Regions from separate parts of the Ovis aries genome. Here region 2 is linked to region 1. The links are chromatin contacts, called in public Hi-C maps. All regions are on one chromosome and are shown on one strand. Each heading gives the region's core, a stretch centred on a gene start, on an enhancer-like site or on the middle of the called end of the contact. The rest is flanking DNA. Distances are from core to core; before and after follow the strand shown. Region 1 overlaps GALM (galactose mutarotase). Region 2 holds the start of HNRNPLL (heterogeneous nuclear ribonucleoprotein L like).

Evidence for each region. A called contact is a pair of places that touch in the nucleus more often than the background predicts.
Region 2: a contact with region 1 is called in a Hi-C map of omental adipose tissue, with 2.5 times the contacts expected there. The contact joins the promoter of HNRNPLL here to the enhancer-like site in region 1. A contact is called at or near these places in 3 of 16 Hi-C or Micro-C datasets (blood, mixed tissues and omental adipose tissue).

Annotation. Positions count from the first base shown.
Region 1 is chr3:85,448,960-85,454,814 of ARS-UI_Ramb_v3.0, forward strand. All of the region lies in intron 4 of GALM (galactose mutarotase), which reads right to left. Among named protein-coding and RNA genes, the nearest start is that of SRSF7, 27 kb to the left of the region's middle. Within about 2 kb of position 2,947, at least 8 of the 54 cell types and tissues checked have an H3K27ac peak or open chromatin away from gene starts, as enhancers often do.
Region 2 is chr3:85,557,045-85,562,899 of ARS-UI_Ramb_v3.0, forward strand. HNRNPLL (heterogeneous nuclear ribonucleoprotein L like) reads left to right here and starts at 3,098. Exons shown (of 14, transcript XM_060412256.1): 1 at 3,098-5,855.

The DNA.
Region 1 (5,855 bases), core at 1,697-4,196:
AAATCAGTCTTTTCTGATATTCAGATTGAGACCCTCTGCTCCTTGGGCTTTCACTCGCTTGGTTTGCTTTCGAGTGCTCATATTTTTAACCTTTCAAACCAAGTTAATCACTTGGTTTGTACATGGCATTCTGTTGGGGTTTTTTGTGTGAGACTGTTTAATAGCGGCTTATTAAGATGACATGGACTTCCCGGATGGCACTGGTGGTAGAGAACCTGTCTGACAATGCAGGAGACGTAAGAGACATAAGCGACTTGGATTGGACATAAGATCCCCTGGAGGAGGGCATGGCAACTCACTCCAATATCCTTGCCTGGAGAATTCTGTGGACTGAGGAGCCTGGTAGGGCTACAGTCCATAGAGTCACAAAGAGTTGGACATGACTGAAGCAACTTAGCACGCATGCATTAAGAAGACATACGTATATTCTAAGTGTTCTTTGTCACTGTGTTTATGAACTCTAGTTGCTTTAAAAAAAAAAAAAAACTTTTACAATATGGTCTGTGTTTGTGAGATTAAAAGATGCTTACTCCTTGGAAGAAAAGTTATGAGCAACCTAGATAGCATATTCAAAAGCAGAGACATTACTTTGCCATCTAAGGTCCGTCTAGTCAAGGCTATGGTTTTTCCAGTGGTCATGTATGGATGTGAGAGTTGGACTGTGAAGAAGGCTGAGCGCTGAAGAATTGATGCTTTTGAACTGTGGTGTTGGAGAAGACTCTTGAGAGTCCCTTGGACTGCAAGGAGATCCAACCAGTCCATTCTGAAGGAGATCAACCCTGGGATTTCTTTGGAAGGAATGATGCTAAAGCTGAAACTCCAGTACTTTGGCCACCTCATGCGAAGAGTTGACTCATTGGAAAAGACTGATGCTGGGAGGGACTGGGGGCAGGAGAAGAAGGGGGCGACTGAGGATGAGATGGCTGGATGGCATCACTGACTCGATGGATACGAATCTGAGTGAACTCCGGGAGTTGGTGATGGACAGGGAGGCCTGGCGTGCTGCAATTCATGGGGTCGCAAAGAGTCGGACACGACTGAGCGACTGAACTGAACTGAACTGAATAATTTAGAAACTTTTATTTTTGTTTTAGTGGTTACATCTATATACAAGAAACTTCAATATAATATACTCAAATCTCTGTTTCTTAGAATCTTCTGAACTCCTTCCTCCCCTTTTCTCTGCTTCCTGAGTCGGGTTTCTGACACTTTCTAATGTAAATCTAATAATGGCACTTCTTTTCCCAGTAGATGGTGCTAGAGATACAATGTAAAGAGCTTACTTTACAAATATCCACACTGAGTTCAGTCAAGTCCTCTAAACCCTGAGCAGTTCTAAGGGCTGAACTTATCGGATCTCTAATGTCAAATCCTGGGTGGTAGTGACCCCAACGGGGTGTAACTACTGTCCTCTGAAGTCTGGGTGACCAACCACCTCCTGTACCAATTTTAAAAAAGACAACCGTTAGAATGGGGAAAAGCAGCTGTTTTCATGGGTTCAACAAGATTTCAATCTTACCAACACATATTCCAAGTGATCATTTATGTTTTGCTTTCTTTCCTAACTTTAAATGGTGCTCACAATATTTAGTGCTTTCTTAAAGCCATATTTGACTCAAAATCTAACCCTTTTAAGATAGTCCTAATGTGATTGCCTGAGTCAGTCAAGATTATTTACTGTTCTTGAGTTTAAAGAAAAAAGAAAGTCATGGAATTTTCATGAAGGAAGCACCCCAGGTCACCTTTCATGTCTATTAACCTGATATTGTGCTGTCTACAAATCAGCGTTCACTTTAGCTTTTCTCTCTGTAAAACAAAGCTGCTGTTATTTGTTGCCCTCCACGTTACATGGAAATATTTGATAAATGATATCCCTGAACATTTTCAGGAAGATGGCATAAATAAATGGGCCAAATTTCAGGAAATACATACATATATATAACACAAGCAGAGCATAGAGGGGGTAAGAAATCAAGAACAGCAGAGAAGTCCTGACTCAAAAATTAGACAATGGGGATAATCCTAAAGTGAGATTTTTGCTAAATGGGAAGAAAAAGAGAAGGTTCCAATAGAATCTTTCGCAGCGTTATGCCCTGACACACTCCCTCATGTGCTTAGTGGTAAGGCATATGAAAACTTTAGTATTTGTCTCCCAGATTCGCTATGTCTTTGGACTCTGTCTTATAACTGGAATGAGCTTTCTGGCCCCCCACACCATTCTGGCAAAGTCCTCTAGGGTATTTAAGCATGCTTGCTCTCCAATGCTGTTTCCTCTGTGAGGGCGTATATCATCCACAGCTAGAAATGACCCGCTTTTTCACTTTGTTCATCCTCCTTTGAACATACTTTCCCCCAAACATTCATCACATTACGGCATAACTCTAGGATTATACCAAGCTATATATCTATAGGGAATGTGAGCCCCTAAAGAGCAGGGACTGTATGTGTCCTACTGATTTTTGTGTCTTCTGAGCATTAAGCAGAGCCTTTACTTGATTGAAAACCTGATGAATGGATCAAGTAAACAGACAAAAACACAGGGGCAACTGTGAATGTTGTAGCATCCTGTGACAAAGTCAGAATGAAAGGTTTAGAAAGAGCCTTAGGAATTACCTCATCTAGTCCCCTCGCTTTGCAGATGAGGTTGGGACCCAGACAGCTAAAGGGACTTGCCCGAGGTGACGCGTCTCCATTGTGTCAGAGTCTCCAGGCCCCCTACACAGGCACTTTTCACCTCCCCTTGGATGGACTTGGCTGCAGCACCCCCCACCCTTAACCCTAAATACTCTTGCTTTTTCTAAGAATTTGGAAAATGAATGTGCAGTTCTTTCAATTTGTGTTTATCCGCATATGTGAGTTCCTGCTCTGGTGCTAAGAGTAGAAGGAGATGTCAAAATAGCTCTCTCAGCAACGCTGAGTGTACAGAAAATGAAGCGGAAATGAAAAGGGTGCCTTCAGAGAGGATGTCACATCACCAGACTTCGGTTTTGAAGCCACCAGAAGGCTATGGTGTCAGCAGAGAGAAGCTGTTTTCTTTTTCTTTGGGCCACACTCCAAAGGCATATGGGATCTTAGTGCCCCAACCAGGGATTGAACCTGCATCCCCTGCATTTGAAGCATGAAATCTTAACCACTGGACCACCAGGAAAGTCCCCAAGAAGCTGTTTTCTGATGAGGATTTCTTACTATCCTGAATAAGGTTGGATGTGTGCTAAGGTCTGAGCAGCAATGCCTGGCAGCTGCTGGGCCCTGACCCAAAGATATGGCATTATAGCTCTGGGACAGGGGAGTGGCCTGAGGCAGTACTTCTGTTTCCCCATTTCAGGGAAAGTCTGATTGCAAGCCCAACTAAGGACCCACTTGAGGTTGCTGTCATGAATTCTGAGTGAGACAATAGCTTTATGGTGGCAGCTACAGAGAGTATGGAGGGGTAGGACTAGTCAGGGCTGGGCTTTGTTAGGAGGACACAAGTGCACAAAGAGAGGGGATGGGCATTGAGAGCATAGGAAAAAGGCTGACCCTAATAATGGACTTTTGATCTCAGTAGGGAAGGAGGTGAGGAACAGTGAAAGGGTGGTAGGATCAAGTGACTACAGGCTCTTGTAGCACTGAAGAATTATTGAAGCTGAAACAGACATCTCACATTATGATAATAGAAGGCAGCGATAAGAGGTAGTGACAAAGTCGGGGATATGACTCACAGACCATAGGAGTGAGTAGCTGCAAAGCTTGGAGGACAAGATCATTGCAAGAGGATGTCAAGAAGCTGAAAGGTCATGGTATCATCAATACGGATAATAAAATAATTAAGAATTATGACAAGAGTGTTGTTGGAGTGACAGTGAGCCAGGAATAAGGTCGAGTCTATAGAGCAGCTCAACAAAGAGAGCTCATGGGGGTGTCACTGTAGCAGCTACAGCTGCCTCATTCTTGCAAGAGAATGTGGACCTGAGCAGTGGAAACAGGACTCTCTAACATTCCAGATCTCTGTCACAAGGCCTGAAATCTTCCTCTATCTGCATTCCTGATAGAGCTATAATTGCCTGCTCTCTGGAAGTAAAGGAAAAAGTCACCCTTTATGAAACTCATCTGTCTTGATTCATACCTCTTCTCTCAAATGAGGGATTCTTATAGGAACTTGGCCTTTTCCCCATGACTGCTTGTGGCATACTGCATTTTTCAAAGATGGCCACTCCAGGACAGAGCCATCCCACAGGCTCTACTTACAATGTGATGCTGACACTCCTTCATCGAGAGGTGGAGTCTTGTTTCCTCCCTTAAGCCTGGATGGACCTTTGTAACTGCCTTAACCAATAGAACGTGGCACAAGTGATGCTGTGTGATTTCTGAGGCCAGGTTACAAATACAGAGTGGCTTTGGCTTGGTCCTCTCTGCCTCAGAACATCTGCTCTTGAGCCTGGCTGCCAAGTTTTAAGGAAACTCAAGTTGCATCAAAAAGCCATGTCAAAAGGGGTATTTTGGCTGACAACCTCCAACCAACAGTCAGCATCAACTGCCAGACAGGCCAGTGAATGAGCTTTCTGATGATCCCCATCCTGACTCTCATTTTCCAACAGAGGTCCTAGACATCAATATGCAGAGACAAGATATGCCCTGTCTAAATTCCTGACCACAGTAGAGATAATAAAGTGTTATATAGCAATAGATAACTAGTATACTGCCTCGGGATGTTTTCACCTCTTGGCACTTGACAAGTCCTGACAGGAGGTGAATTTATCCCTCCCTGCTATTTTTACATAGTCAGAAGTCCCTTTAGATGATTCTGCCTTAAGAACACTAACCCTTGCAGTTACTTTTGGATAGGGAAGAAACAAATATAAATTTGTTAGCTCACTCTTTTCTGAGTATCTTTTATGTACCAGGCATTAATCTGACCTCAGGGGGTCTTCCCTGGTGGTCCAGTGGTTAAGAATCTACCTTGTAACGTGTGGGTTCGATCCCTGGTCAGGGAGCTAAGATCCCAGATGCTGTGGAGCAACTAAGCCTGGACGCTGAAACCACTGAGCCCACGTGCCCCAGCTAGAGAGTCTGAGAACCACAAGAGAAGATCTTGCATGACCCACTGAAGATCTCGAGTGCTTCAACTAAGACCCAACGCAGCCAAATTAATGGATTAATTAAACTGAAACAAAACCACAACTGACCTCATGGGACTTAGACTCTGATGAAAGAGACAGACGAAAAAATGAAAACTTACAGGAGAGTCTGACAGAGGCAGTGAGTATGGTGTTCAGAGGACCCTGATGGAGCAGGGAGCGGCAGCACCTAGTGCAGCCAGTGAGGTCGGGAAAGGTTTTCCAAAGGTGTGTCACAGGGCTAACCTTGAAAGGCAAGTCAGAACTAGCTAACTTGACAAAGGTGCAGGACTACCATCACCTGTGAATGACAAGAGTGGTCACGTGAGTGTCACTCCGGCAACTACAGCTCCTCATTCTTGCGAAGATGATGTATATCTGATTGCTGAAAACAAGATTCTTTTACCATTGCAGATCTCTGTCACAAGGCATTAAATCTGTCACAGGAATGGACTCTTGTCCATATTTGGGGTGAAGGCGAGACAGTTATGTTACACATATCCTATGGGCTCCTAGCTCTGACAATTTTTTGGGCAAAAGACTTAAGAAAAAGAGCGGAAGGTAAATTAGTCCTTATGAACTCCTGACTAAACACTGACTACCGAAATGATATTCTGTGTAACATCTGGACATGAACACTGTTCTCAGTAACTGACTGAGAAAATTCACCTGGGGTGAATTTTAATTCAATGCTTTTAATTTCCCATCATCTGAAATAACTCTTTTTGCTACCTGGTGGCCCTAGTGCGTGACTCTGAG
Region 2 (5,855 bases), core at 1,848-4,347, 110 kb after region 1:
TACGTGAACTGTGAACTTCCAGATGTTCAAGCTGGTTTTAGAGAAGGCAGAGGAACCAGAGATCAAATTGCCAACATCTGCTGGATCATTAAAAAAGCAAGAGAGTTCCAGAAATACATCTATTTCTGCTTTAGTGACTATGCCAAAGCCTTTGATTGTGTGGATCACAATAAACTGTGGAAAATTCTGAAAGAGATGGGAATACCAGACCACCTGACCTGCCTCCCGAGAAAATCTGTATGCAGGTCAGGAAGCAACAGTTAGAACTGGACATGGAACAGACTGGTTCCAAATAGGAAAAGGAGTATGTCAAGGCTCTATATTGTCACTGTGCTTATTTAACTTATATGCAGATTACATCACGAGAAACACTGGGCTGGATGAAGCACAAGCTGGAATCAAGATTTCCGGGAGAAATATCAATAACCTCAGACATGCATCGGAGAAGGCAATGGCACCACACTCCAGTACTCTTGCCTGGAAAATCCCATGGATAGCGGAGCCTGGTAGGCTGCAGTCCATGGGGTTGCTAAGAGTCAGACACGGCTGATCGACTTCATTTTCACTTTTTACTTTCATGCACTGGAGAAGGAAATGGCAACCCACTCCAGTGTTCTTGCTTCGAGAATCCCAGGGACGGGGGAGCCTGGTTGGCTTCCATCTATGGGGTTGCACAGAGTCAGACAGAACTGAAGTGACTTAGCAGCAGTAGCAGCAGATATGCAGATAACACCACCCTTAGGGCAGAAAGTGAAGAACTAAAGAGCCTCTTGATGAAAGTGAAAGAGGAGAGTGAAGAAGCTGGCTTAAAACTCAACATTTAGAAAACAAAGATCATGGCATCCAGTTCTATCATTTCATGGCAAGCAGATGGAGAAACAGTAGGATCCAAAATCACTAGAGATGGTGACTGCAGCCATGAAATGAAAAGACGCTTACTCCTTGCAAGAAAAGTTATGACCAACCAAGCAGAGACATTACTTTGCCAACAAAGATCCATCTAGTTAAGGCTATGGTTTTTCCAGAAGTCGTGTATGCATATGAGAGTTGGACTGTAACGAAAGCTGAGTGCCAAAGAATTGATGCTTTTGAACTGTGGTGTTGGAGAAGACTTGAGAGTCCCTTGGACTGCAAAGGGATTCAACCAGTCCATCCTAAAGGAAATCAGTCCTGAATAGGGAAGGACTGATGTTGAAGCTGAAACTCCAATACTTTGGCCACTTCATGTGAAGAGCTGACTACTTTGAAAAGACCCTGATGCTGGAAAAGATTGAAGGCAGGAGGAGAAGGGGACAACAGAGGATGAGATGGTTGGATGGCATTACCGACCTAATGGACATGAGTTTGAGTAAACTCCAGGAGTTGAGTCAGACAAGACTGAGCGACTAATGTCAACTGAATCCATAGGTTGGATGTAGGCTTAGAGAACTTAAATATGTTCACTATCACACAAGATATTTGGAAAGTTTGTACAAGGCCATTGGGCTCTGCTCATTGTTCTCAGTGCTTCGTCAATGTTTCTTTATCTGAGGTTCCTCTTTGATACGTCTATTTTCATTTTATTGTAGTAATTAAAAAAATAAATTCCAATTGTTTTTTGATCAGCGTACACCTGCAGGCGCACACGAATTTGAGTCTAGCTGTACTGTGTTGTGAAAAACTTGCAATTGGATCCTAAAATGACAGCAGTGTAAATTATAAAGTACAAAACACTGTGGTGAAAGCACTGTCAGCAATAAATAAAAATGGCTTTCTTTGGGAGGAAATAACTGGAAAGAGAGAGAATAGGCTGGGGCAGGAAATGATCCACACCATTAGGAAAGGAAGAGCCATATTTAGGAAAGCATCTGAGGGACAAGGACATCTGAAACAAGTGAATTTTGGTCTTAGGCACTCCTCCAAGGGTTCAAGTCACAGAGGCAGTTAGGTTGCCTGAGCTTTGCCATTTCCTCTCCTGAAAGACATTGGACTTTTATTTCCCAAAGCCCGCTCATTCTGTTTTGCTGAGAGCATAACTTCTGTACAGGGGCCTGTTCAGGAACTGGCTTTGCAAAGATGAAAAGAGCCAAGTGCCTGTCTCCAAGCGCTTCTCGGCCTTAAAACAGAACATCCTAATAGGTAGGTATAAAGGGCCCTATTACAAGATGAGAAGCTTGCGGATGCCTCAGGTTTCCACAGAGGAAATGAGCTCTGTGTGGTCCAAAAGGCAGGCAACTCTTGATAGGCTTTCTTATCTCCCCAAAAGAATAAATGATCATGTGAAATATGAAACAAATAGATCGCCCAGAAAGGAAAGGATTGGGATGAAACTTTATATGGAAGTTTGAAATAAGTCCTCAGTATCTTCAGGAAAGAAGGGTCTAGAAGACCCAGGAGTGCTAACTGATCAAAAGGACAGTCTCCCCAGTGGAGCGTCTTCCTCAGGCTTGCACCTCAGGAAATGTTGACTGTTCTGGAATATCTAATTAGGGGAGGTGAGAGAGTCCACCCACTTGTATCAGATTTGAACATAACATGGGGAGAAGGCTACTTTCACGATTCTAAGCTCTTTTCTCTCTTCACCCCCTGTAGTTTCAGTGCTGTGTGAGGTGTATCGGCAGGAATGTTCTCTTTTGAAGAGAAGTAATAAAAGCATTTAAATTAGCGGGAGGGTGGTTAACACCCGCAGCTCTGGCCCCACAGCACGCCTCCTCGTCCGCTGGGGTTCACTCCGCACCTCCCCGAGGGCTGGCGCAATAGCGCTAACGGCCGCGGAGTAGCAACGGTTCCCGCGCAGCGCGCGGCGGGCGTTACGCGGTCAGGACTTGCAGGCCAGCCGCGAGTTCAGAAGGGCTTGGGAGGGGGTAGGGGGACGAGGCCGGTCCGTGGGCAGCTTTTGACGAACAGTCCTTACAGCCAATTGGAAGCCTGGTCGACTTTTCCTTCTGCCAATAGGGAGCGAGGCCCGGACTGGGGAGGGGGGCGCTTCCCGAGGGCTGCGGCTGGATTCGATCCCGGGCTGCTGCCTTGAAGGCGGGGGCGGAGGCTCGGCCTGGGCTGCGAGGAGCGGATTAGGGGAGGAGGGAAGACCGGAAGCCACGGTCGCGTCCCCATCCTTAGATTCGCTCCTCCGGGCTGGGAGCGGAGACGCAGGAGGAGGGAGAGGCTGGATGTCGGCCCCGTGATAAAGGGGAGCGGCTGCTCCGGAGCCTTTTCCCGGGGCGCCTCCTCATCCCGCCAGCCCTCCGCAGCCACCCGGCTCCTGGGCCCGGGGCCCCCGCGGACGATTCGTCCGCGCAGATCTTTGCTGGAGAGGCGCTGCCGGTGACGGGTACTGGCCGGCGGCGTCCGAGGCCCGCGCCCCGCCGCTACCCCCACCGGCCTGCCGGCCGGTCCCTCTGGCCGCCGCCATGTCCTCCTCCTCATCCTCCCCCAGGGAGACGTACGAGGAGGACCGGGATTACGAGAGCCAGGCCAAGCGCCTCAAGACCGAGGAGGGGGAGATCGATTACTCGGCCGAGGAAGGCGAAAACCGCCGGGAAGCGACGTCCCGGGGCGGGGGCGATGGCGGCGGCGGCGGCCGGAGCTTCTCACAGCCGGTAACAAAGCGTGGCGCCCCGTCAGCTGAGTCTGGCGGCTCCCTGGGAAGCAGGGCTCCGCGGCTGGGACTCGGCCTCGGGGCCTCTCTCCCTCCTCGTTTTCCCGTTTTGCGGCGCTGACCGGGTCGGGAAGCGCCGACTCTTCTCTTTCGGGCTTTTATTCTTCGTCCTACCTGTTTCCAGCATCCCGAACGCGAGTCCGGCCCCGGCCTGGCCGCAGGCCCCGCTGCGAGTCCACTGCCGGCCCTGAACTTAGGGAGGGTCGCGAGCGGGGGGCGGCGCGAGGCGTTGCTTCCGCTCTGGGGGGCTCTGATGCGCGAGTAGCCCTTTGTTAGTTTAACTCCTCAGGCGGTTGACGGGCGTCGGACAACCGGTTCCCTTCAGCCCCTAGCCCCCAGCCTGCAGCATCCGCGCGCTGGTCTAGATCGCAGGATGGTGGCGTCGGTTCCGCCCAGGGATCTCTAAGCCTAGATGCTGAGGAGAGCCTCGGCTCAGTGACAGATCACGCTGTGGGGCTCACAACCCAGTTCCCCTCAAGGTTTAATTAAAATTTTTTTATTCCTGCTAGGCCTGGCGCGCATGCTTTGCTCCCCAGTTTCATGGTTATTGCTCAGTACAGTTTTCGGCTCTTCGATTAAAAATAAAATGTGTTGGCAGGTGTTCGCACACCGCTACTTTAAAGTAAAAGGAATCTTAAATCTCAGTTTTTCCTGGGCAGTTTGTTCCCAATTTGTTCCATAAAACTGAAGTCAGAACTGCATCAGACACACGTTCCGAGATTCTTGTTTTTCGCATCAAAAAGCTTAAATAGAGGCAGAAGGAATGTGAAAATCGTTTCATCCGGAGCAAGTGGTAACTCAACTTCAGTTGAATGGAAACTTTAAGGACGCGAAGCAAAGCAAAAGTTTCTTTTGCCATTTTTGGTGGCACGTAAGCTGTCCTTATGACTTAGGTGTTCTTTAAACTTGTAACACATTCTGATTAAAAAAAAAAACTATACCTGAAATTTTCGAAATTGTGCACATATGTTCTAATATCAGATTAAAATGTTTTTCACCTTTTATAAGAGGCAGATTGGAAGTCAGAAGTCTTTCAGCTCTTGTTTGCATTTTAACGTAAAAAATTCTGGTCAGTAGAATGTAGAGTTTACAAAGAGGATAATGTTGCAAGACATTTAAAAAGGAACTTTGTCTTCCTCTAAATAGTTTTAGTATGGCTAGATACTGCTTTCAACTTCTGTACCTAGCTATTTGGAATATTCAGAGTGTAACTTGAAAGTGTGAATAAAAGTGCATTTCTTCTTAGGAAGTTTCAGTTCAAAATCAACTCCATCGTGGAAACTGAAAACAGAAATGTTGGAATATTATAACTGATATTTAGATGCATTGAATCAGCATATTTCTTTTGCCAAAAGGCTTGGTTGAGTTTTTGTGCAGCGGCATGAAATGTCTTCCATTGAGAGTCTTCAAGATACTTTAACCAGTTTACGAAAAATTGTTTTTGAAAACAGATTAAATATTAAGCCAATACTATTATTTTAGATGTTGGGAAGAAAATAATGTATAATTAATACATTCAAAGTGAGTTGTATTTAGTAGTGGAAGTAGCTCTGGGCAGGGCTTGGGGAGTCAGAAATCTTAGTATACAATGTGTGACCTTGGTAAAGTCAGTTAACTACTATTCCGAGTTCTCTTTGTAAAATGTGAAAGTTGAACTTTGTGCTTTCCATACCTGAAGTTGTAATTCAGTCGTTGATCTAATGCAGGCAGGAACTAATGTATGTAGATTGAGTTATAAATTCACATTTTATCTGCTTTTTTTTTCCTTAGGAGAACGTGAATTGCTTTTATTTAATAATAGAGCCAATACTGCACTGTTGAATCTAATGAAGGATTATTTTTCCTGTTTTTAAACATTTTTCTTCATGTAATTTTGGAAACTATTTTGAAATCATTGCAGTTGTGGAAACCTGTACATAATAAAACTTTACTAGGACAGGAATGCCCTGAATAGAAATTTATGGTCTAGTGCATCATCATTCAGAAATATGGTAATTCATCTAACTGAGAAGGGTTTGACTCCACCTCAGCCTAGCCCCAGAAGACTTCGTGATCAAACTGTTTAGATAAATGCAGATTAGGTAGATGATGGGTAACCTCTTCAACACTAGCTGGAAGATTGTAAAAGTGTGCAGTAAGACTTCAGAGATTTACATTGTTTGGCTTTTCGTGGGTTTTCTTGATTCTTTAATAATAACTAGGTTTTATGAGGATGTAT